Linked DNA regions of Gossypium hirsutum: all the other regions are linked to region 3. Evidence: chromatin contacts called from public Hi-C data. All regions are on one chromosome and are shown on one strand. Each heading gives the region's core, a stretch centred on a gene start, on an enhancer-like site or on the middle of the called end of the contact. The rest is flanking DNA. Distances are from core to core; before and after follow the strand shown.

Evidence for each region. Hi-C and Micro-C count contacts between places; a contact is called where the count stands out from the background.
Region 1: a Hi-C map of leaf shows a contact between it and region 3, with 2.5 times the contacts expected there. The contact joins the promoter of LOC107962913 here to the promoter of LOC107962919 in region 3. A contact is called at or near these places in 2 of 34 Hi-C or Micro-C datasets (hypocotyl and leaf).
Region 2: a contact with region 3 is called in a Hi-C map of leaf, with 6 times the contacts expected there. The contact joins the promoter of LOC121230631 here to the promoter of LOC107962919 in region 3. A contact is called at or near these places in 5 of 34 Hi-C or Micro-C datasets (hypocotyl and leaf).

What each region holds. Positions count from the first base shown.
Region 1 is chrA06:39,022,304-39,025,893 of Gossypium_hirsutum_v2.1, forward strand. LOC107962913 (homeobox protein knotted-1-like 3) reads right to left here and starts at 2,078. Exons shown (of 5, transcript XM_016899478.2): 1 at 913-2,078. The coding sequence starts at 1,614.
Region 2 is chrA06:39,002,866-39,006,570 of Gossypium_hirsutum_v2.1, forward strand. LOC121230631 (neurochondrin) reads right to left here and starts at 1,355. Exons shown (of 18, transcript XM_041115680.1): 1 at 1,201-1,355; 2 at 882-1,095; 3 at 625-787; 4 at 171-307. The coding sequence starts at 1,203.
Region 3 is chrA06:39,422,082-39,425,487 of Gossypium_hirsutum_v2.1, forward strand. It overlaps LOC107962919 (aspartate aminotransferase, chloroplastic), which reads right to left and starts at 1,288. Exons shown (of 11, transcript XM_016899484.2): 1 at 852-1,288; 2 at 699-758; 3 at 74-268. The coding sequence starts at 923.

The DNA of each region.
Region 1 (3,590 bases), core at 828-3,327, 400 kb before region 3:
TTTGGCTGCTCTTGTGTTCCGCCCTAAACCTATATACATAATTATAATTTAATCCATATGTTCTGATTATATTCTAAATTATATTTGAGGTAGCATTAGACGTCCAAACTAATGGTTAGATTGATAAAAAAATTTTATTGGTAAGACATTTACAGTTAAGGGATTCAATTAAAACATTTTAAAATTTAGAAATTAATTTAAAATTTGAATTATAGTTTTAGATGTTTGGAGAAATTAACCCAAAAACTAATATAAATGGAAACGCCGCTTCACTTTAATCCTCAAAATTGAGTGATGAAAACGCCAATATCCTCAAGTTTAGCAACAAAATTCAAGACAACATTAGAAAACAATTAATTAAAAAAATGTTCCATTCAGGGGCTGGCCCCGAAAGTTGTGAAAAGCAACTTAATTTACTTTTAAAATTTTAAAAAGGTATAATGATTTATTTAATTTTATAATTTTATAATAAATTTATTTTATTCTTTTATTTATTTTAAATTTTAAATTTATATTACTTATCAAATCATTCTAAAATAAATAAATAGAAAAATTAAAAGTCTAAAATATCGCCATTTAATTCCATATAAAATTTTAAAAATTTAATATAATGATAAAATATATTTTTAAAATTTAAAAAATTAATTAATTGCAATGTAATTTCAAGAATTAGAAGAGAGAAAAAAAACTAAAATAATTTATTTTATAAAATTAGAGGATAAAATAAATCTTCTCTTAAAAATTCTCATCAATTTAAAAAAAAAAAAACCTGATTCTAGTGGGTGATTAATAACAAATGTTTTCCAAAAGAGCAATAAAAAAATCATAACTTTTAAAACCCAGAAAGGCAATTAAATTCTTTTTTCATTTGCCACTGGGAATAAATTAGCAATTTGTGTAGTAGTAGCTTACCATGAACTGATCGAGTTCTTTGTCGTCCGCAACCAAGCCCTGGGCTGCGCCGCCAAGAGCGGAGTACTTGGCCACCGCGTGCTGCAACTGAGCCAGCTGAGAGTCGATCCTCGGGAGCTGGTCCACCGGCGTGGCGATCCTAAGACACGACACGTGGGCCGACAGTAGCTGCTCATACAAAGGGTGGGCTAATATCTCCGCCTTGCACCTCGCATTTTGCCAATTCACCGCCGCATCTCCTCCGCTTTGCACCACGACGCCTTCGCTCTTGTTCATGGTCTCGCTGTTGCTGTTCTTCAATTCCCCAGATTCCACGGCGACCATGGAGTCCCCACCACCTCCTGCTGCTGCTGCTGCTGCGGTGGCCGCCACGTCTTCGATGACATCGCTGTGGTTGCGTTGAAGAAGCGAAGACGACGAGCACGATAGCCACCGGTTCGGAGCTTGGTGACCCGCGGCGTTGGAGTCTGAAACAGTTTCTGCAATATGAAGGTTGAGGAAGCTCGGGTGATCAGAAAAATGATCACCGTGAGGCTGCGGTGGTGGCTGAGTCTGCTCCGAACGGAGGAGGGCGGCGTTTAACCAATTGGGACCGCCGGTTTCCGTAAATTGCGCCGGTTGTCGTTGGTGGTGGTGGTGGTCGGCGAAGTGAGGATGGAGAGGTAGGTCTTGGGAGGAAAGGTGGTTGTGGTGAAACGACATGAATGTAGCCAAATCGACTGCGCCTGGATGATTATGAATTCATGGTTGTATTTATAGAGAAATTTGTATTATTGAAGCATAAGTGAAAAAGGTAAGAAATTATTACAAGTACTGAGTTACTGTAAGAAACGTGTTTGATGGGAGAGTTTTGAGAGAATGGGAAAAGTATAGTTTGGAAGGAGAAGCTGTTTTCAGGTCAAGAAATCTTGCTTATATAATGAAAATGGTGTGAAAGCTGAAAGGCCACTCTTTTCATTTTTTCCTTATTTTATTTATTTATTTATTTATTATTATTTATTTCATATTATGAAAAATGGTGGAAGGAGGTGAGAGGGACCAAGACTTTTTGTATGCATTAAAGGCCAAAACTAAAGTGTCCCTGTGTTGATTTGTGACAATTTTAAGGTTGGGTTCCCATTAATTTAAATATTAAACTCTTTGCTGTTGTTGTAATATTGAGGTTAGATTTTGTTATATGTGTAGCTTCTACTTTAATTTCATACCTTTGTAATTTTCAAATTAAATTTATTAAATTTTTCTATTTTCTGCATATATTACTGATAGATATATGAGTTAATAAATTTAAGGGTCAAAATGAAAATTTTAAAGTTTGAAAAATATGATGATTAAAATCAATTCAATTAAAAAACATAGATTAAATCTACGACCTTACGCATTGCACAAAACTAAGGCAGAAATTAACCATTAAAATTTAACTATTATCGTTTGGACTAAGATTAAAATTTTAAATTTCGAAAAACATAAAGACTAAAATTGATAAATTCAAAACCTACAAAAAACTAAATTTTATCAAATTAAAATACAAAAATTAAATTCACAATATACAATACTTTGAACCAAAAGTTCAACAATTAGTCTCTAAAGTTAGTGGATATATGTACGGATAATTCAAAATAACTATAAAAAATGGATAAAGTAATGTTTAGTCTCTAAATTTTGTAATCTTTTTTCATCTTAGTTTTAAAATTTATTTTGCACTACATTAGTCTCAAAGTTAGACAACTTTTCTCAATTTGTTTCATGAAGACAACTTTTCTCAATTTGTTCCATGAACTTGAATTTAGTTAAGAGTACGACGATATGATACTCTGAGATTGTCCTATGTCATCAATTGAAATTTTAAATAAAATATATAAAATCTAAAAAATACCAACTTAAAAATTTAGTGATGAAGCCATTCAATTTTATAGTTTGCAAAATCCAAATTTAAAGATGAATATAGAAAAAAAGGTTATCAAATTTTGTTACTTTATCCTTTTATAAAAGATTGGTTGGAGATCAATAATTGGAAAGCCAATATTTCTTCTTTTATTAGGAAATGTTTTATAATCTCCAACACATAGAAAAATGTCATAGTAGTTATAGCATTTAGGTAACTTTGAATGTTTTTTTTTTAATAATTGAAGGGGAAGGGGTGTCTATGATTTGGTGATAATTAAGGTTTGATTTCAAAACAAATCATTTGTCACTATACCATAGGCTCAACTGGTAGATTAAACCATGATTTTGATATTTTTATTAAATTTTAAATTTTAAAATTTAATTTCTATAATTCAAATTAGATGTTTTGATCCTCCTACTTTTAAAATGTAATTCAAATTGACAATACTTGTTTAAATTATTAGACCCTTAATCATTTTGTTATTATGTAAATTTTATTGGATTGTGTTTATTCACTTTAATTTTTTTAAATACGTTTAGATATGTTATTAGTTCCTATATTTTGATAAAATTTGAAATTTAATTCCTATATTTAAAAAGTTATTAAGTTTGACTCTTCTAATTTAAATATGTTAGTCCAACATTAATTTTGTTAGTATTCTTTGTTAAAATTTGTCAATTTGACATAGTAGTTACGTTGCCCTAATAAGTTGTGATATATGATTGACGAAAAATAAACATATTAACAAATTTTGACAGAAACTATCAACAATAATAATAATTGAACTAGGATT
Region 2 (3,705 bases), core at 105-2,604, 420 kb before region 3:
TGTAACTAAATAAGTTAGGTCCCTAAAAAGTTAGGCACAAATACAGAATAGAAAACAACAAATTCTCTCCAGACTGAAAGCTACCAGCTATAACTATAATGAAGACTGTATAATATAAGGCCCCGGAAGTGCCAAATTCTAGAAATTTGTTACAGTGTAAGATAAGCTAACATCTGGCAGAGCGGACATTTGATGAGCAAGTAATTTAATCCCTCCGGATTCATACACTGCTGTAAGTCCATCCTCAGAAGCAGTTGACACCAAGTATAAAAATTCATAGCATTCTTCAAGCACAGGCATGCCTGATCTGCTTTCAAAAAAAAAAAAAAAACCTTAGTTACAGAGACTAACAACACAGCAATGGACCATAAGTTTTGTTGTAAAACATTAAAAAGCTATGCATCAGATACTAGTGTGTGACATACACAAACAAAGATATAACCTCCAAAGATCCACCAAATAAATTGAAAAACTTTGAGAAATCTATCTATACTTGTGTTGAAGACATACCGCTTACATCCGAATCCGAGTAACATGGTTAAAAAGCTAAAATTTCATATCATGCACTGCACATTTCTAAATTCATGAATTTGAAACAAAGAGGAGTATGGATAAAAAGCTTACTTCATTGACATTACTTCAAAAATCATTGGAACCTTGGAAACCATTTCTTTCGAAGAAGCAATCTCAGAAACTCGACAAAACGCAGACAGAACCGACACTGACAGCTGCAAATACGCATCCCGGTTTTCACCACTACCACTGCTCACTACACCTTTACCCAACCCTTTTTTTAAACCAAAAAACAAAACTATATTTAAGCATAAAAAAAAGAATTGCAAAATCATATTTTTTTTAAAAAAAAGAGTATGAATTAATACCGGTCCTTAAGAGACGGTCCAAGAAGTGAGGTCCAACGGCGTCGTAGATAGCCCTAAGGGAAACGAGATCGTCGCTTTTGCAGGATTTGGTGACGAGAAGCAAGCCAGCGAGGCGTTGCTCGTCTTGCTCGCCTTTTAGTAACTTCAAGCAATCTTGAAGAGATACTGATTGTGATTGTTCTTCTTCCTGCTGCTGCAGCAATTGTGGCTCCTCCTATCAAAAAAAGAAAGAACAAACATTATACATATGGCAGATAGAATGGAGAGAGCTGAAGGAATTAGTGTAAGAAAGAAAGGAAGAGGGAATGAGAAGGTTTACCATGGAAGCTAAGGAAGGATGGCAGTGCAGAGATTTTGGGTGGGTTTTGGTTCCTATTGATTTGACCCTAGTGGAAATATGTTTGAGGGAGTGTCCAGAGGCGTCTAGTATGGCGCCATGGCAAGGTTTTTCGACCTTACATACTCAATTGGGCCTAATTAATGGACCAGAAAAGAAAATCCGATTATTGGAATTTACAGGATTTAATTTAATTTGTTCTGAGGAAACAATCAGCTTGGATTCCAACTCACCCTAATTTCAATTTTAATATGAAATTATTCAAATAATTTTGAGATCAAGACGGATAAATTTTCAATTAAAATTTTTGAATTGAGTAGAAATAAAATTAAGTTGAAAACGGAAATGAAGCAGGAAACAGAAAAATTAGATGAAATTCAAAGCAAGCTAAAAATCATTTTGTTCTTTACAATTGGGATATTAGGACCATGTCTACTGAGTCAACCTAGCTAATTTGGGATAAAAATCCAAAATCATCACCGGGGTCTTAACCCGTTGATTACTTCCTACTTACAATGTTCTGCAATAATACATTAAACACATGGCTGAGCTCATTAGTTCCATTCACGAAATGAATATTCTCCAAATATTTTATATATATATACACATATATTTTAAAAAAATTCATTAATTTATTCTATAAATGGGATCATACAATTTGAAAAAAAAAACATTCATCATAGGCAGTAAAGTACGAGCTCCATCAACCCAACAAATATTTCAGCATCAATAAAACATTATAGTACATTGACAATTCACTTTGTAACAACTTAAGTTCAATATATCTAAAGTAATTGCAATTATTTAATACAATAAGAAACTTAGCCTCGAATAGTCTAAAGCGATAAGTATATATTTTTTTGAAAAATGTGTAAAATCATCTTTAAAATCACTTGCAAAAGTAAGACTAAATTCATAAATAAGACTTTATACACAAGCAACACCAAAAAACGTGCTATAACAATCGACAAAAACTTCAAAAAATGAAAATTTATTAAACAATATAAAACAAATAAAAAATATATAAAACTTAAAGACGGTGTAGATTATTCTGAAATACTCTAAAAAAAGAAACAGACTAAGAAGTCGGTGGCAGAGAAATTGCTAATGGACAGTGGAGTTTTAGTAACAATAAACACCATCATCTATCCATCACTATTTGTAAAGATGGCAAAGATACTCGCAAAATATATATGCAAACTAAAAAGAGAGAAAACATACCAAGTGAATGAGAAAAAAAAAAGATTTGTGGGAGGGAGAAAAAGACGTGTGCTAACTAGCCCGAAAGTTGACATTGTTGCTAGGCAAAACAAAAAAAGAAGAAATAAACAACTTTAAGGAAAAGGAGAAAAAAAATTAGAATTTTTTTCCCTGGATCTATATATTAATTTCTAAATTATTCATAAATCTCTCTAACTTACAATGTCTATCTTATTACAACAACAATAATACTAATTAAATTAAAATTCAATCAACATTTTCTCCTAAATATTTTTGTATAATAGAACATGTAAATGATAAATTTAATATTAAATGAATTATTCAGTTGATGCAAACAAACAAACCATATAATACACAAAACCAATGATTTGCAACAACAGTTGGTGAGTGGTTACATTGGATATTCGATTTCCTTCTAGCAAGGTCTCCAGTTCATATATTATTAGACGGGAAAAAATAATGTTAAAGTCCATACCAAATTTAATTGAAATTTAAAATGATTTTCGAATATCAAAAGTTTTAGGCTTTTTTATAAAAATAATTTAATTAATTATCAAAATGAACCACTTTTTTAATTAAGTACAAGAATGATTGAAATTTATGGTAAAAGTAGGTGGAGCCAAATGATTTGGTGCCACCAACATGCCACATCAGCAGGGAGTATAAAAAAAATTATTTTTTTGTTGAAGCCATGTAGAATGGCGCCACCTGTATAAATACTAGGGAAATACTAAAATTTCTAAAAATATGAGAAGACTTAAAAAAAAATTAATCATTTTCTGGTGGAGCCAATTAATATGGCGCCACTAGATTCCTATCTATCATGTTAGTTTCTTTTTTTTTTTTTTGACTTTTTTATGTTTTGTTTTTTATGTTTATTTATTTATTTATTTATTTATTTATTATTAAATTTAAAAAATTTATAATATATTATTAATATATATTTTTCTAAATTTTAAATATATATTTTGAAATTAATTTTTTAAATACTAAATATATTTTTTAATAATATAAAATATTTAAATATTTTAAACTTTCAAATTTGTTATTAGTTTTATAATATTTTAAATATTATTTCTGACCCAAAACAGTAAAAAATATAAAAATAATGATTTAAAAGATTTAGGGACCTATTATGAAATTTTTCCATTTTTGAATGGTTACTGAAAAAGAAGAGCAAGGGTGCCGCCTCGTAGTGTGGCGGCACCAAACTTTAATTTAGATAATTTCATTTTAAGCCTTTTTTATTTATTATTTTCTTTTTAT
Region 3 (3,406 bases), core at 38-2,537:
CTAATGGCAATGAAGAATCTAGAGCAGGCCATCATTCATATGAATAAACTAGTTTAGGAAAAAAAATACTTACCTTTTTAACCACATCAAGCACATAAGGCTGTAGCTCTTCAGTTCTATAGGCTCCAACACCAAGGTTGAGTTTCAACTCATGGTTGTCTGCTTTGAAAGCTTCAGACACCCCAAGAATTGGATCAGGGGGAGCCATTGTTATACCCTCGAAACGAGACACATTGGAAGCCACAACCATAGAGACTCGACCAAAAGACTGCAAACAACAAAACAATTCAAACATAGAAGCCAAAAAAAATTGAATTATGCTCCAAGTCCCTGTATGCTTTGTACATTTGGAATTTAGTCCCTCGACTTTTCAGGTTTCAAAATTTAAGTCCAACTTCAGTTTTCAGTTAAATTTGCAAGAGTGACATTTTGAAATTAAAAAAAAAAAACACTAACTTGACATTGTGATCAACTTGAATTTAATGGAAAATTTTTAATTGTTTCAACAAATGAACTTACAATTTTAAATCTGAATTGAAATAAAAGTAAAGGGACTAAATTTCAAAAGAGCACAAAGTACAGTAACCTGGAGCATAACCCCTTAATCATAATTACAATTACAATTACAATTACATAACCACACTGGACATAAAGAGTTGATCTTTAAATGGAAATGGAAAAGGGGTAAAAAAATGTACCTTTGCTTTGATGAAAGGATTGGTTTTTTCCTTGTTCATGCATCCACGATTCAATTTTCCCTGTGGGAAACATATATTTCCATTTTCTCAGTAATCAATCAGTATCTAAAACAGAAACAAAAAATGAAATTGAAAGAAAGGGATTAGAAATACCTTGTTAATTTCATGAAAAGAAAGTGAAGCAGAGGGAGTGGCAGAAGCCAAAGAGAGCAGTGTGGAAGCCATAATGAAATCAACAAATTGGTAATAGCAAGGATTAGAGATAAGGGGTTTAGTAGAGGCAAAAGGGGGCGATGGGATCAAAGCGAAAACCTTGGTGGTGGTGTTGGCGTTCAAAATGGGTTTTTGATTTTTCCAGCTAAAACACTGTGAAATGCTCTGCCGTTGGGATCGAGCTGGTAGAGACTCGGTGTGCGCGCTGTGATGAAATCGTCTTTAGGGGTATAGTCGTTTGCCACTTTTCAGCTCATAAGCGGCTTTACCATTAGTTGACGTTGATTAAGATCTCGACGGTTCATGATTCACGATTTTGTCCGATGTTGCGCTGATGAGTGTCCATAACAACGGCTAAAGTATTAGCCTTTGGAATTGGTAATTTTACGTGTTTTGGTATTTATATATATATTTTTTCCACTTCATTACTTAAATTTGAGAATTATGTCCATTTATGTATCCGAACTTGATAAATGTGAAAGTTTAATGACGTGATATTTTACAATCTCGTGTGTTGGTTTGATAGTTAAGATGTTCACTGAACCAGTTGTAACCTGAGTTCGAGTCGTGCTAGTCGCATATAATTCACAAAAAAAATGACGTGACACTGTAAGATTCTATCACGTATAATTTGGAATCTAATTTTGATAGAATCTAACTTCAAGGAGGACGAAGAGGGTGCCAATGATCTTCAAGAGGAGACCCCTCAACAAGATGATATTGAACAAGAGCTAGAAACGGTAGTCGAGCCAGTAGCTAAGCCGGAGGATAAGCAGAACACAAAACCCGTCGTCACAAAGATACCATTTCTCGCACGGTTAAAAGATAAACAGAGACGAGATAAAGCATAATTTGTAAGTTTTCTAAACTTATTTAAATCGTTTAATGTTAATTTATTTATTATTGAATTAATAGAGAAAATTCCAAAATACACTAAATACTTGAAAGAAATACTGGTTAGGCATTAAAGATCCACTATACACGCAGTATACAGAGCTTCAAGGAAAGCAAATTTAGGATTGGAACTAACACCAAAAAGAAAATATAGACGTCCGAGCTTCACTAAAATGGAAAACAACATCAACATCCCGGAGAGAGTTATAGGAAAGCAACATTTCAGACCTAGAGTGGATGATACGATGGATGCAAGAGCTGGACTTGGTGGCACAAGAATTCGCAAGGGAAAATGGTATGCGAATACCAGATTTGCCTCCAAATAAATACGGGCCAATGTAATTTCATCACTAATTCGAGGAGCAAGGAAGTGAAGAAGAAGAAGACGAGAGTGGGGATGATGAAAAAGACGAAAGGGAGGAAGAGGCTATAGAGCAAGACTCCTTGGAGGAGAATGATGATTATGAGGCAACATTTCAGCCGCAACGATCCACGACGAGAGGGCCAGTTATCCTCAACCTAAATCGGCATACACATTAATCGGGTGGAGGCTCTTCTCAAGGTCACATTTCGAGCAAGGGAAAATTTGTTGGAATGCCAGTACCCCCATGGCACAGCGGAAAAAATATATATATATATATATACATTCCGACGATCCAAACCATGGATCCATGTGCGAGGAACGAATCAGGGTGAAAAAGTTTCGAAATTAGCAAAATTTCGATCTGAGTAGACAGTGAAGCCTCGGCAACGAGAATACTATTTTGATTTCGAATCCAAGCCACAATCCTTATGATCCAGACCTCTACGCAATCCACCCAGTTGACAAAGAATGGAAGAAATCCCCAAAAAATATTTTCAAAGATATTTTGCTTGACGGCTGCTAGACCTAATAGCAAAGCTTCGGGTTTTTATATATATATTCACTTTTTAGGGCTTTTCTCCCTTTCTAAATATAACTCCCTTTTATAATTGGTATGTATATATCGAATTAAATTTTAATCCAAACATAATAATCATAATTAAAATAAATAAATATAATAATGTTTTAACCGAAAATTATAATTACATTAATTATAATAAAGATTTCGGTAAACTATATTTATTTAAATTTATATACGAACCAAATTCATATATTAATAGAATTATGTTCTCCTTATGTGTACAACATCCTTGTACATATAATATGTTCGATATTTGATTGCCCAATAAAATTAATAATATAATTAATTTAATTCATGTGACAACCAAACATAATACCAAGTATGTTTTATTCCATTCATTTCAACCATAGGGTGTGACCCTGTAGGTTCTTGTAACGTTAGCAGTAATACTAGAACGATTCTAATGTTACAAACAATGAGTGGCATCTAGCAATGCATCATTGCTACCTAAGTTACAAGAAGTCATGATTCGACATAACCTTTTGTGATTAATCTTTTATGCATTAATCCTTAAGTCCTTTATCTCTAGAATGGACACAAGTCATGGAATAGTCAAACTTGCATAGTCCATCCCATGTTTCTTGATACCTTGAGTAGACTATGATACAAAAATAAGTATGACATCTCATATCAACTTATTTGAACATGGCCATGCAT